4 separate regions of the Mus musculus genome follow, and all the other regions are linked to region 4. A link is a contact called in public Hi-C and promoter capture Hi-C data. All regions are on one chromosome and are shown on one strand. The core of a region is the stretch at or near the end of the contact, and the rest is flanking DNA. Distances in the headings are between cores, read along the strand shown. Region 1 holds the start of Nt5dc1 (5'-nucleotidase domain containing 1). Region 2 holds the start of Zup1 (zinc finger containing ubiquitin peptidase 1). Region 3 holds the start of Tspyl1 (testis-specific protein, Y-encoded-like 1). Region 4 holds the start of Ncoa7 (nuclear receptor coactivator 7).

Region 1 (3,566 bases), core at 76-2,575, 3.6 Mb before region 4:
CCGGGGTACTGGTTAGTTCATATTGTTGTTCCACCTATAGGGTTGTAGATCCCTTTAGCTCCTTGGATATGTTCTCTAGCTCCTCCATTGGGGGCTTTGTGATCCATCCAATAGCTGACTGTGAGCATCCACTTCTGTGTTTGCTAGGCCCCAGCCTAGTCTCACAAGACCTACTTCTACAGAAGACCAGTTCAAACAACTAGCCTCACGGGACGGAGCAACTACCAAACTCTTCGAATTCCTATTAACAGTTGACCAATGCTCGGTGAGTTGAACTACAGACTATAAGTCATCACAATACATTCCTTTAATATATAGAGAACTCATTCCATAAGTTCTGTGTCTTTAGAGAACCCTGACTAATACAACCAGCCTTGGTGTTTTTGGTAAGGTGGTCTTCCATAATACGTAATATATTTTTTAATGCATTCCAATGGCTGAAATGATGCCAGGAATGTCTTTCATGTCTTATTACCAAACTATAGAGTAATAAAGCTGTTGATTCAACTTTCAAAGTCCACTTACCAAACTGTATGCTAAAGGGGTCTGTATTAGTCAGAGTTTTACTGCTGTGAACAGACACCATGACCAAGGCAAGTCTTATAAAAAACAACATTTAATTGGGGCTGGCTTACAGGTACAGAGGTTCAGTCCATTATCATCAAGGTGGGAGCATGGCAGCATCCAGGCAGGCATGGTGCAGGCAGAGCTGAGCGTTCTATGTCTTCATCCAAAGGCTGCTAGTGGAAGACTGACTTCCAGGCAACTAGGGTGAGGATCTTATGCCCACGCCCACAGTGACACACCTATTCCAACCTGGTCACACCTATTCCAACAAGGCCACACCTCCAAATGGTGTCACTCCCTAGTCCAAGAATATACAAACCATCACAGGGTCCAACAGTTATTTGTGCTCATAATTTTCTCACACACTGCTCCCACACTCAAGCCTCAAGGGATGAGGTTTCACTGGTATCATTTAGTAGTGTGGCGCCTGAAAAATGAACGAGAATTCCCACTAATTCTGTGAAACCTTAAGCTACATTAAGGACATTGGCTAGCAGGGTCCTAGTTGAGCATTTTAGCTCCTGCTGCACTGTACTAGCTGGAAGCAAGCCGTGGAACTGGCCTGAACCAGCCAGCAAAACTGGGGCGATCCAGGAGGCAGACAGGCCACTGACTTGGAGACGCGGGAGTGTGCTCAGAACCCGCCCTACTTGACTAGCTCCTCCCGACCAGACCACGCCCCGCCCGTCTGTCTTATATAAGCCTCCGCCCCGCCAAGCTCCGCCCCGTCAAGCCCCGCCCCGTCAAGCCCCGCCCCGCTCCGCGTCCTGCCTGCGAGTTACGCTTGTAGAGTCCCGGCAACTTCTCGCATGCTCTACCGGCCTTCCGGTCTGCGTTACCCGCCGCTGCCCTGCCATGGCTCAGCACTTCTCCCTGGGCGCCTGCGACGTGGTCGGCTTCGATCTCGACCACACGCTGTGCCGCTACAACCTGCCCGAGAGCGCCCGGGTGAGTGGCACGGACAGCCTCTAAAGGCGGCTGTGTAGAGTGTCGTAGGTCCCCGGCCGCTGGGCGGAAGTGTACTTTCAGGGGTTCTGCGGTCTTGAGGAGGAAGCCAGGGGCAGAAGATAGCGCAAGACCGAGCCGGGAAGCCGACTTGTAGAACCCTGAAAAAGCGGGGTCAGGGGCTTTGTGTGTCATTTGTTGATCCCAGGCCCTATTATTTTTTCCAACTCCTCTGGGCACCAGCTGAGTGGGTACAGCCACTTGTTTTGAACTTCAAGAAAACATGGCTGCATCTTTCCTTTTGCACACCCAAGTAATCACCTGTCAGAGTTTAAGTATTTCATACAGGGAGAGACTGTATAATAAATAGTATTGTGAGAAACACTGGGAGAAGTCGTTAACATCTTAGACCTCCTTTTGTCTTTACCAAGAGAAGAAAACAAGCATTTATTGTGCACGTACTACTTGATCTGTGCGTTTTAAATAAAGTTGTAATCTCAACAGAATCTACCCAGAATATGAGGGGATTAGATTGCTTTATTTGTAGGCTTATACCCTCATCTTAATCGCCCTGCTTTCTCTGACCCTTTGGGTTCACAAGAAACTAAAGAATTAAGAATATCACAGTGAGAAGTCTAAGCAGGACTCTGCAGTCAAAGTCCCTGGTTCGGGACCCTGGCACCAAGTGCCTAGCCCTGTGACACTGGGCAAATAATCTGGGTTCCTTCTCAATTAACCTTTCGAGGATTAAGTGTGCAGCCGATTGTTTGCTATTACGGTTAGCACCCACCACATCACTAGTGCAGACCACAGTCAGTGTAGTCCTGTCAGTGCCCCAGTTGGTCAGATTCTCCAAAATCAAAAATGAGGCTCCTGAATCACTCCGGTGTGTTTTCAAGCATACAGATGCTTTAAAAAAAAAAAAAGGTGTGTGTCCCTGCTGGGGCTCTGTTTTGCTTGCCAGTTGCACAGATCTCATTTCCTTTCTCATAGTTTAAAGACATTTAAGTCTTGGTCCTTTGGCTACTCTTTCAGAGTGTTCTCTGGGTGCTAATTTCTTTCCTTCCACGGCGTTCAGATTCCAGTCTGGTTCATCTTATGCCCTTCATCTGTATTCACTGTCGTTCATGGAGAATGTTGTTTAACCTCTGTCATGTTAAAAAGCCAGTTTTGTGCGTGTGTGAGCATACACATTTTAGGATAGAAGATTCAGAAGATACTCTACTGCAAGTTTTGAATCGCAGTGCTGATTAAAGGCTGAAAACGATACCCTGGTGAATCTTGGTTATGCTTGGTATAGAAATCCTAAGTCTCACCGAGTGCTGAACACCAGGACATAGTTAGGGACACACATCAACCACACACAAGTAGGAGCCTCTCTGTGGTTAGCAACCTGTTACCAGAAAGACGATGTAAAGTTCTTTTGCATTCTTATGGGGGAGAGGAGTATTTGCCAAGGCTTGCTATTGCCTGTCCCGGAGGGAGGGTCTCTTCCCTTCCATTCAGTGTCTCTTCATCATGTGGGGTCTCATCTTAAGTACTTAAATTATGAAATCACCCTCCCACCGCCGTCCTTCTCTTCCCTCCTAGGAAGCCTTTTGTGTCACCACTTACAATTTCTTTAAACCTTACTTCTCCAAATGCTCAGCAGAAGCTTTATATATTCTAGTTACTCTTTGGACTCCCCCACCCCCAGCCCCCGAGAGCCTCTGTCTTCTGAGTTACAGAAAACAGTGTTTTCTATGTCTTGAGCATACTGGGCTTAGTGATTTACGATGTGGTTGGAATTAACTGAATATGATGACACAGTCACTTTTTTTCCCCCTTTTTGGTATGGTGTATGTATGTAAAAGTAGCTTTTGCTCCCCTCACGTCATTGTTGGCTTCATCTGCTAGTCTAGGCCTAGTCTTGGAAGGTTCTAGCCTATGTACAATCTTATCGAGGCCTAGAAGGTTTAGTCTCTGAGACTTACTGCTTTCTAGCTCTTTCTGAGCTTTAGCTGGCTGGTTCAACTTAACTGTTCTGGCTCAAAACTCCTCTCCAAACCGACTGC
Region 2 (3,372 bases), core at 855-3,354, 3.1 Mb before region 4:
AAATGGATAGCCATGGGCCAATAGAAAGTTTAAGAAAAAAATCTTCCCACCACCCTTTCCTTGAAACCTATAAGAGACTCCTGTTCTGGCCCAAGGATCTGCACTTTACTCAGAGAATTACTGTTGCTGCATATAATTCTTACATCACTGGGCAATTTACCTGAGTCCTCCTTTAACCCCAAACACAACACCTTTGATTCATAGTTAAATACTTGCGTTTTTCTTCTTCCTATTTTCATGTCAACACCTTGATACCAGCCTTGCCCATTTATTTACATTGTGTTTATGGGTCATTTTCCTCACTAATCCTGGATTGAAGAGAAAGATGAATCTCATGGATACTGGTAATGGAGCAAATCTGGAGGGGGAGTTTTAGCTACCCCTTATTTAGATATTCTGCAAAGTTTTTTTTTTTTTTTTTTTAATCTTGCATTAGCCTTTTACTTAAGCAATATAAATACTGGTGATCCGAATTTATGTGCCTTTAGTCAAAATCTACACAAAAGCTAAATACAAAAATTAGCATTTCTTCAAACTACATGTTTCAAAACTTAATTTTTTTGGAACATCTTTTTTTTTTTTTTTTTTTTTTTTTTTTGGGAATCTGCTCCCTCTAGTGACCTAGGCCTGAAATTAGACCAGTCATTGGTTGGCCACTCCCTCAAGTTCTGTGCCACCTTTGCTCCAGCACATCTTACAGGCAGGTTGTAGGTAGCAGGTTTTGTAGCTGCATTGGTGTTCCTGTCCTCCACTGGAAGCTTTGCCTGTGAAGAAACACAGGAAACCTGCCCCAATCTCTGCGCGTCAAATACTGCACTCTCCTGTCCCTGCATGCAGCCAGAGCAGTTAGTACCCCTTTCCCCTAACATAGATGCTTCAGGCCTTATGAAGAGGGCAGACAAAAGAGAGCCCAATCTGGCGCCGGAATATTGTGATCCTTCCTTCATAAAAGCACTCTCCCAAGCACAGATGGCTCCGACCTTTGAAGGAGACAGGAGTTAGTATTCTCGAAGTGATAAAGTCCACTCATTCTCAGGCAGCTGTGACTGCGTTATAAAAACACGCTGGTCTTTGATAAGTTATGTCTTCCCAGGTCAAAAAGGTCTTGTTCCAGCTGCGCAATTCCTCCTCCCTGTCTGAACAAATACTATCGGTTCTCTTTTCCTCTTCCCAATCATGTAACACCAGGGGTTGAGAGCCCCAGTTTATGCATCCTCCTATATATACCTTAAACCCCTAGATTTAGGGGTCACTGTGCATTGGGAAAGATAGCGAACCGGGTCCCGGTTAATAAAAACTCTTTGTATATTACATTTGGTCTTCCAATTTCTGGCAGTCTCCTGGGGTTCCCGCAAACTGGGCATAACAACCTGGTTACAGAAGATGGCCAGTTCATCTTTTTTCGTTAACTAATACTGTCTTGGAGGAAAAGACGAGTCAAGTGGGAAGCTGATGAAGGAGGAAATCTGGAAGCAGAGTTTTAGTTGCCCCTTGTTTAGACATTCCACAAAGTTCTGTTTTCTGAACGTTTTTATACCTCTGGAGAAATGATTTCATTGTTGTTGGCCTCGCAGCTAATGGTTAACTGCTAATGTGCTCATTTTTAGCTTGAAAATGTTCTGTAAGAGTACTTTCACTCTTACAATGACTTCGAATTTTTTTTTTTTTTTACTAAAAGAAGGAATTCTACTAAAGGAAATAGTATTTCCTCCATGCATCACGTTCAACGATACCCAATAATTTAAAAATATTATACTTGTCAGATTATGTCATCCTCATATTTAAACACGTCCGTAGTTGCCTCGTAGATCAATCCCCCAGAGGGAGAAACAGACTGTTAACACTGGATAAGCAACTTTGTAATATTGACAAAGGAACTTGTCTTAATTAACCCGCAGAACATAATTTAGAGCTCAGATACTGTGTAAACAGGAACAGGTGTTTGCCGCAGAATCAGACATTTAAATGTACTCAGAATCTAGTTACGGTTTTAGCATATCTGGAGTGGAAACTGCAACTGGAAGGTGGGAGGGGCAGTGATGCTCTGATGTGCAAGCGAAAGTTGCAAAAATCCCTCACAAGTCCCACAATGCACCGCAACTCAGACGGATCTGCAGCGGGGCATGCTGGGATCTCTACCCTCTCTGGCCAGTGAGGAAGGTCTGTTGTGACTGCGGAGGACTCTTGGAGGCCTGGGCTCTCTTTTGGGTCGCGGCGCGGCAGTCTCGGGAGGTCTGTCCTTGGCGATCGGGCGGGCTGTGTGGGGCGCGCTTTCGGGCGGTGGCTGGCTCCTGCGGTGGGGAGGAGCGGCGGTCTAGCCGTGGGTCCGGGTCTGCAGGCCGGCTCCGGGTGGCCGCAGGTCCGGTTCCCTGCGCCCCACCGGTGCGACGTTGGCTCAGAACTTTGACAGATTCGGGCCTTACCACCTTCGCCATCCCGTACCCAGGCTAGCCCTTCGAAGGTCCCCCCTTACTTGTAGTGTGTCCTTTATCTGCAGTGCCCCAGTCCTTGGAAGAAACGAAACTAGGTATCGATAGAACTTCCTTCTAGAAACAGAAACTTATTACTGTCTGAAGAGAAACGAGAAAAAGGAAAATGTAGAAAGATTTTGTAAAGCTGAAATTAGATGAAGGGAATAGTTGCCCTCGTTTTTCCTTCCTATTACTAAAATACGTGACAGCCAGGTGATAGTCTAGGGGAAGGTCTGGGTTTGTGATTGCGTTAAAAGGTTTTGTTTTGTTTTAGCACCTCCCTACAAGTAGTCCATCTCCCATTAGCCCATCAATCTCATAACTCGTTTGAAAATGAACTTCCGAGGGTTGAGCTGTTAGCTAACCTAATGAAACCAGCGTCTATACCCCAGTTTCCTAGATCTTGGCGGTAAGTGCTGTTTTCCTACAATGCTCACAGCTTTTACCTTTGGGCTCTGCGGTGTTTACCTTCCATCGTTATCTGACTGTAGTGACCTGTCTGGTCCAGGGTTTCCATGTATGTAAAACCACAGCAGTGGTATTAAGTTTGACACATATAAAGCTCTGAAGTGAACTAAGGTGGATTTACCCTCCTCATTCTACTACATGCAAGTAAATATGTTGATCAACATTAGCCTTCTGTTTTACTTTATTTTACATGGACAACTTATTAAATATACTTTTTTTTCTACCTGTTGGACGAAATGCCTTGTATTATTGTTTTTTGAGATGGAGTCTCACTATGCAGCCCTGAATGGTTTGGAACTCAGCTATGGCTGGCCTCCAACTAACAGATCCACCTGCTCTCTGCCTCAGGAGTGCTGAGATTAAAAGGGTGTATCACCAATGCCTTGTTGAAATGTTTTACTCATAAATTTTCTTATTATTACCTCTGATATCT
Region 3 (3,346 bases), core at 111-2,610, 3.5 Mb before region 4:
GTGGAGACTATCCAGATAGAAGATGCAGAAAAGTCAGGAGGAAAGAAATCAAAACACTGCATACCCGTTGCATTTGCTCAAGCACAGGTGAGAAGGGACCAGTTCCGGCCGCATTTTCAAATGCAAAGATTAACCTGACTGGAAGCCAAAAGGCCTGGGAATCTCCACTGGCTCCCTTATTGGGCGACGTCGGGGTCTACGGATTCCTTCACGACACAGGTAGTATTGCAGTGGGTTTGGCCACAGATCCTCTTTGATAATCTCAGCGATTCTGTCAGATTCTGGAAGGCTGTGGTCCGAGAACCAGGTGAAGAAGCTGCAAATGAGATCTTGGTTTCTGCGAATGAAGGACTGGGGCTCATGCCCTCTCCGCCAAATGATTGGAGTGGAAAGAGACACCACTCGACCAGATGATCTCACTTCATATTCCTTGACAATCAGCTTGTTTCTGAAGTAGGGGTTTCTTCGAAAAAAGAACTTGAATTTGCAGCCAGTCTTAGGGTGTCTCAGTTCCTTCACCTCCAGACTGGTTACGTACCTTAACATCTCTGCATCCCGACCCCTAATCATGGCGGACAACTGAGGGTGGTTCCGGAAGGCAGTCATCCAGAAGCCTGGGATATTCTGAATGATGTAGTTCCTCCGTTCCAGGTAGTGTCGTCGCATTCGCCCAAACTTCTGCTCCAGATGTTGGAAGGCCCTGTCGGCCTGAGCATTCACAGTGTCCAGTTCCAGCTGGATGGCCTCCAGCGGGTTCCTGCGAAGATCTATGCCCAGGTGCCAGGGCCCTGCCTCCTCCGGCGCCTCCCTCACTCCTCCACTCGCCTCCAGCATCTCCATTTCTTCGCCCGCGGGCTTCTGCTCCACCTCCATCACCTCCTCGCTCCCTGGCGTGGCCACTTCTGACTTTTCCGCTGCAGCCGCGACGGTGCCCGGTTCCGTCTTCACGTCACGGGCCTGGGACTCCGCTCCCCGAGTTTCTTGGGCCTTCTCCACATATTTCGGTGTCACGAACACCGCTGCCGCGGGGCCCCGAACGGAAGGAGGTGACTCTCCCTGCCTAGCTGCGGCCACCCGAATCTGGGGGACAAGGCCCTCGACATCTCGGGGCGCGGGGCTCCCCACGATCCCTGCGCGGCCCTCACCTGTCACCGCCTTCTCCTCGCCGAGCAGCGGTCGCCGGTCTGGGGTCCCCGAGACAGTGTCAGCATCGCAGTGGCCGCGGCTGTCGGGGACAGGGGTCCCCTCGTCCCGCTCCGGGCTGCTCATGTCGGGTCTAGTCGCGCAGACCTCCGCCTACAAACAACAACCCTCACGGTCCCCCGCAACCCCAGCTCCGCCCCTCGCTCTCTCCAGCGCAGTGACGCCAGAGCCACAGCCCGCAAGTCTCGCGAGAACCTGCAGCGCACCTGATTGGTTCTTCAGCTCGTGACTTCCGTATTTGTTTGGCTTCTGTAAATGTAGCGGATAGCGGTTGTCACGTTTGTTTCCGTAAAGGGATGTCAATCATCCTAGGAGACTGAAGACAGTGGCGGGGCTTCTGGACCTGGCTTCTGGACCCTTCGCCCGCATCCGGGCTGCAGCCGTGTGTGTGTCTGTGTCTGCAAACAAGTTCATCCCCTTTCCACTTATGTGGAACGGTAAAAACACCTCCTGGTATTAGACAAAGCTAGGAGCCAAATGTTTGTATTAACCAAGGTGAATGCCACGGTTCCCCACCACCACCACCACCACCACCACCACCACCACCACCACCACAGAACTGAAAAAAATAATGAAGTCTAGCTTGGTGTGATGGCCCTTGTCTGTCGCCTCAGTGCTCTGGTGCTGAGGAGGATCGTTGACTTGGAGGCTAACCTGGGCTGCATACACGTTGGCTCAAAATAATAATAAAAACTCAGTTCTATTCTAAGCTCTGACGTTACTGGGGAACAAAGATCTGTGGGTTTGCTTTGGGAATTATTCTTTTTGGAAAAGATTTTGTGGTCATCATTAATGATTGTTTTTACTGGTGTGTCTTGCACCGTGGCATCGAATAGTTTGCATAACAATCCTCTGATGTATTAAGATATCCATTTTATTGAGACAAGGAGAGACTGGGTCTCTTACCAGAATAACATAGAAAATGACAGAGCGATGATTTGAGCCCTGGACATTTGATTCCCGGGTTCTCTGAACGGGATGTGACGTCACTTTAGGACATAGGCATAAATGCATAGTCTATATCAAGTTGATACATATTTTCTCCCACCTCCTTTCCGCATCCATAAATAGATTAATATTTAAGAACACATTCATTTCCTTTCTGTTTTGAGAAAAAGAAGGTAGTTATTCGTGGTCCTCAAATTCAAATTTACCAGAAAAATGTCACCTTCTGTATAACAAATATTTCCAAAACACCATTTAACGTTTTTCGATAAAGTTCATAGACAATATAACCCATCTACACACATAAATAGAAAATTTAACAATTTTACTATAAAGCTTACTGTAGTGGTGGCGATTTTAGTATAGCAAAGGGGTCACCGACTTAGGTTATTATAAGAACTATATGACGTGGCATTTATCACAGTGGTAAACGCACCAATAAGAATGGCGTGGTTAGAAAATTACACATCTCATAAAAGTAACTGCGGATGGAGAGTGACACAGATGCCTATGTCAGGTCTTCTGAAACTGTAATCCAATTTTGGTGAAGTTCTGGTAAATAATGTCTCCTCCTCTCTCCCTTGCACTGTTTCTTCCACACAGAGAAAGGAATTTCCACGGTTAAATTCTTGCTAGGCGTGTTATTTCCAACGACTGTCACTAGAGGGAGCGACTTCTCCTTTAGAAAATGATGCTACACCTATGACAGAATGGATTCTTGTAAATGAAATTGAGCCACAGTCTTTTACTGAGACTAAACTATGAATGTTAGACGATGCATCTTAGACATGATTCATTTTATTATTATTTTCCACTAACTATCATATAGAAGTGTCCACTTGGTTTTGTTTAGTCTGACAAGGTCCCCATTTGTCTTCAACTTGATTCAAGTTCTAGCTTTGGTTTGTTTGACCTGGACAAGTCACCCCTCTAGGCAGGCAAAGGTGCTTGCTGCGTAGCCTAAAGATAAGTTTAATCCCCAAGACCGGACCAATGGGGAAGAAAGAAAAAATGACTCCTGCAAGTTTTCCTTTGTTCACCACAAGGATCCCCCATGGCACACAAACACACACACACAACCAATCAATGAATTAATTTGATTTGTTTTGATTTTTGTCTTTGTTTTTCAAGACGGTTTCTATGTGTAGCCTTGGCTGTCCTGGAACTCTATCTGGTGCTTACGCCTCCAGAGTGCTGG
Region 4 (3,287 bases), core at 547-3,046:
TATCTACCCTATGAAGATGGTGCTGCGATCATCCACCTTTGAAGATAAAAGCATCAGTTAGAAATGTATCCAAGGCCAGCACATGCTGAAGCTGTAGTCCAAAGGCAATCTGTGAATTCTTAAGGATTATCATGCTCTTATGTATATATTCTAATAGTATTTGATCTAGCTGCACCCAAATTACCTCCAATTCTTTCTGTATATCTTTCCTACCCATTGAAATCTGGCAAGCATTCCAGAAGAATTCCCTGTAATAAGGAAATGTTGGGTCCTGTGTTGTCCAAAAGGCAATCACAAGCTTTATTTGTCTTTTTAGAACTTATATGTATAACTAACAGACTGGAAGTCGTAACAATTGTATTTCATTAAGTTTGAATGAACACATTTGACTGATGGGTACTATTCTGGATAAGAGGGATGTAGACGATGCTAATTCCGATTTCTGTGTGAAGACAAGACTCAGATGAATCAGTCAATACTCAGAAGAATCAGTCAATACTCAGTCACAAAAAAGAATGACCAAAGAATCTTTAAATTAGAAGCACCCCCAATCCCAACCATTTGAGTACAACTCCCCATTCTATTCAGACTTTCACTTTAGTGACAAACTATCCTTAGCATGTGATCCATCATGTACTTCCAGGGGAGATAATGAAGACAGTGTCATTGTTTGGCATTGCATTGGAAAACTTGGGGAACACTCTATCAGCAAGTCACCACTTTGAACACATACTCAGTTATACTTTTGCCTAAGAGAAAAGAAATCAAGGCCTATTTTATTTCTCGTCAGAACCTTGGGTTCATAGGCACAAAAGGGTGCTGACCGAGTTAAAGGGTGGGAACAGTACCTGCAGCAGAGCCTGCACTCAAGGTTGATACCAAAAGGGGTGTAAAGAACACAGAAAGAAGTGTCTCCTACTCAAAGCATAAACATGCAAACCCGATGTCAGAATTTACAGATGGTCAGTGCAAAACCAGGAAGTGATTCCATATTTGCATGACCATGTAACATCATCTGCTGCTGAAATCTCAGAGTCATGGCTGCTAAGGGCTTTGCTCCACCCTCCAGAGAGACTGGCAGTACCAAGAAGCAGCAGCAACCTGGGGAAGCCTCTATGTACTGTGTGTGTTGATGGCTTAGGACACACCTGTCACACACACACTTTTTTCTTCCTGTATTTAAGAGTGATCTTCACGATCAGATCCTCCGAGTCATCTTGCAGTTATAGCCACTGGACTGTAAAGGGAACAGCGTCCAATACAGGTTGGAAGCTCACAGAAACAGGGCCCTGGGCTCATACAAAAAAAAAAAGAAAAAACAAAAAAACCTTCCCACTCAGCTGCTCTCCAGCCCCAGCCAAGAGCCAGCTGAACTGCCCGTTGCTACATCGCATTGCCTTGGCTATAAGGTTTACAATTGGGCAGCTTATAGGATGTTGTACCGGGGACAGAAGAAGACAGTGGGCCTCTTTGCCAAAGGCAATGCTGGAAATGACAGAGGATGAATTTATGGTTGCCCCTAGTCCTAGAGCTGGAAGGTGAAGTAAAAGGACTTTAAGGCTCCAGCAAGGGCTCTAACTCCACATGTGCCCATAAGCGCTAACTTCCCTCCAAGATCCAGACAGGAGCCAGCTAAAAGGGATAAGATTAGGGGCCAGGTAAGCAGACCGTACTCGGTTCACTGACTGCCTGACCATCACAGCGTCACAAATGGCCGGGGCCTGCGGAGGCCGCGCGCGCAGCTCTCCGGGGCGGAGCCGCTGGGCCCAGGGTTCGGGGGCCCGAGCCACCTCGAGGCTGTCCAGCCTGCGGCTCCGAGGTCGCACGGGGCAGGCAAGATGTCGCAGCTGCAGCCCGCATCGCTAAGGCGGTCGGCTGAGCTCCCGGGTCCCAGCCGCAGCAGACGAGTGCAGCGCGCGCCCCGGGTCGGGCGGAGCTAGAGGCGGGCGCCGGGCTGGCGTCGCGCCACCGCAGCTCCCCGCCTTCCGCCCAGCTCGCGCCCGGCGCCCTGACCGTGGGTGCTGCTGCAGGTACCTGGGCGAGGCCTCGAGCACCCCGGCGGCGGCTGCTCGGGCCAGATCGGCACTCCGGAGCCCTTCAGGAGCGCACCCCGCAGCGCCTGACGCCTCCCTTAGCTCCTCCTCGGCGGGCGATCCCCTCCCCGGCCCTCCCCCTCCTCCCACCCCGGAGGATGCGCTTCCCAGCGCCCAGCGGCAGAGGCCACGGCTCCCAGAAATGCGTGCTCCCGAACCACTTCGCCCAGACCCGCGGAGCCCGCGCCCCCGCCCAGTAGGTAGGTCGCCGAGGCGGGGCCAGGCCTTGAAGGCTACCGGCTGCTGATGCTGCGGCCAGGAAGAACCGGAGCCTCCCTCCTGGGCTGCCGAGGTGTACTAATGGCGCTGGGCGCAGCCCCCGGGGGACCCGAAACGCTCTGCTTGGAACGTTCGAGGCCGAGCCGGGGCGCAGGGCCACTGGACCCTCCTCGCTAACAATCAGGGGACCCTCGGTTGGGGGCTGGGAGAGCTTGGAAGGATAGGTTGGCGCGGAGCTTCTTTGAAAGGAGACCGTTGCCTTTTTCTCGAGCTCAAGTAGATTGTGTCATTGCATTTTTAAAAAACAGGATCAGCAAATGCGTTCTTCCTGTTCTTTTTGCTAAAATGTAGACGACCACGGTTGTTGTTTTAGAGGTATTTAGGGGTGGTTATGAATTTTTGTGTAATTTACAGCTAGCCGAGTGGTATATAAAGTCAGTGGTGCAAACACTTTAACATTTTGGGTGTCAGTTTAAGGAAAGTCTTTCTAGAAATCAGATTACCTAGGTAGGTGATGGATGAGGCTGGCGTGTTCTCGTAGGATAAAGCTGACTGGAGCCAATGGGTTTGAGAGCTGCAAGTTTGATACAGGTGTCGGGAGTTGAGACTCTGAAAGATGCGCCAGCAGAGGCAGTCTTGTCTCCGGCCTCGCCTTCAACTCTGAGCTGACCCTTGCTTTTCTGAGAATCTGGTTGAGTCTTTTTTTCCTGTTCTTGAAATAAAAGTAATACATTAGGGCTTTTAATAAAATTGTTTCCTCTCAGGCTGCCGTTTTGGATTTTACGTTAAGCAATAAGGTTTAGAATTTTGAAAAAATTGTTATTGTAAGCTCCAATTTTATAAGCACTATTTCAGATTAAAGATTTTGGCTAACTGAATCAATATAAATACTAAGAGGACAGAATCACCATCATTACCAGGTCCTCTTCCCCCTGCTACTCCTCGACCACCCCCCCCTTCTCTTCCCATTCTCTA

Evidence for each region. Promoter capture Hi-C pulls out the DNA fragments that hold promoters and counts their contacts. A called contact is a pair of places that touch in the nucleus more often than the background predicts.
Region 1: a contact with region 4 is called in a Hi-C map of CD8 T cells, with 5 times the contacts expected there. The contact joins the promoter of Nt5dc1 here to the promoter of Ncoa7 in region 4. A contact is called at or near these places in 1 of 39 promoter capture datasets (pre-B cells) and 1 of 484 Hi-C or Micro-C datasets (CD8 T cells).
Region 2: a promoter capture Hi-C map of pre-B cells shows a contact between it and region 4. The contact joins the promoter of Zup1 here to the promoter of Ncoa7 in region 4. A contact is called at or near these places in 1 of 39 promoter capture datasets (pre-B cells) and 1 of 484 Hi-C or Micro-C datasets (B cells).
Region 3: a promoter capture Hi-C map of pre-B cells shows a contact between it and region 4. The contact joins the promoter of Tspyl1 here to the promoter of Ncoa7 in region 4. A contact is called at or near these places in 2 of 39 promoter capture datasets (cranial neural crest and pre-B cells).

The regions. Positions count from the first base shown.
Region 1 is chr10:34,416,310-34,419,875 of GRCm38.p6, reverse strand. Nt5dc1 (5'-nucleotidase domain containing 1) reads left to right here and starts at 1,325. Exons shown (of 12, transcript NM_176968.5): 1 at 1,325-1,515. The coding sequence starts at 1,423.
Region 2 is chr10:33,949,991-33,953,362 of GRCm38.p6, reverse strand. Zup1 (zinc finger containing ubiquitin peptidase 1) reads left to right here and starts at 2,104. Exons shown (of 11, transcript NM_001359455.1): 1 at 2,104-2,232.
Region 3 is chr10:34,280,204-34,283,549 of GRCm38.p6, reverse strand. It overlaps Tspyl1 (testis-specific protein, Y-encoded-like 1), which reads right to left and starts at 1,360. Exons shown (of 1, transcript NM_009433.3): 1 at 1-1,360. The coding sequence starts at 1,269. The coding sequence ends at 130. The region is part of intron 1 of Gm26564 (a long non-coding RNA gene); the gene reads left to right.
Region 4 is chr10:30,801,835-30,805,121 of GRCm38.p6, reverse strand. Ncoa7 (nuclear receptor coactivator 7) reads left to right here and starts at 1,796. Exons shown (of 16, transcript NM_172495.6): 1 at 1,796-2,293.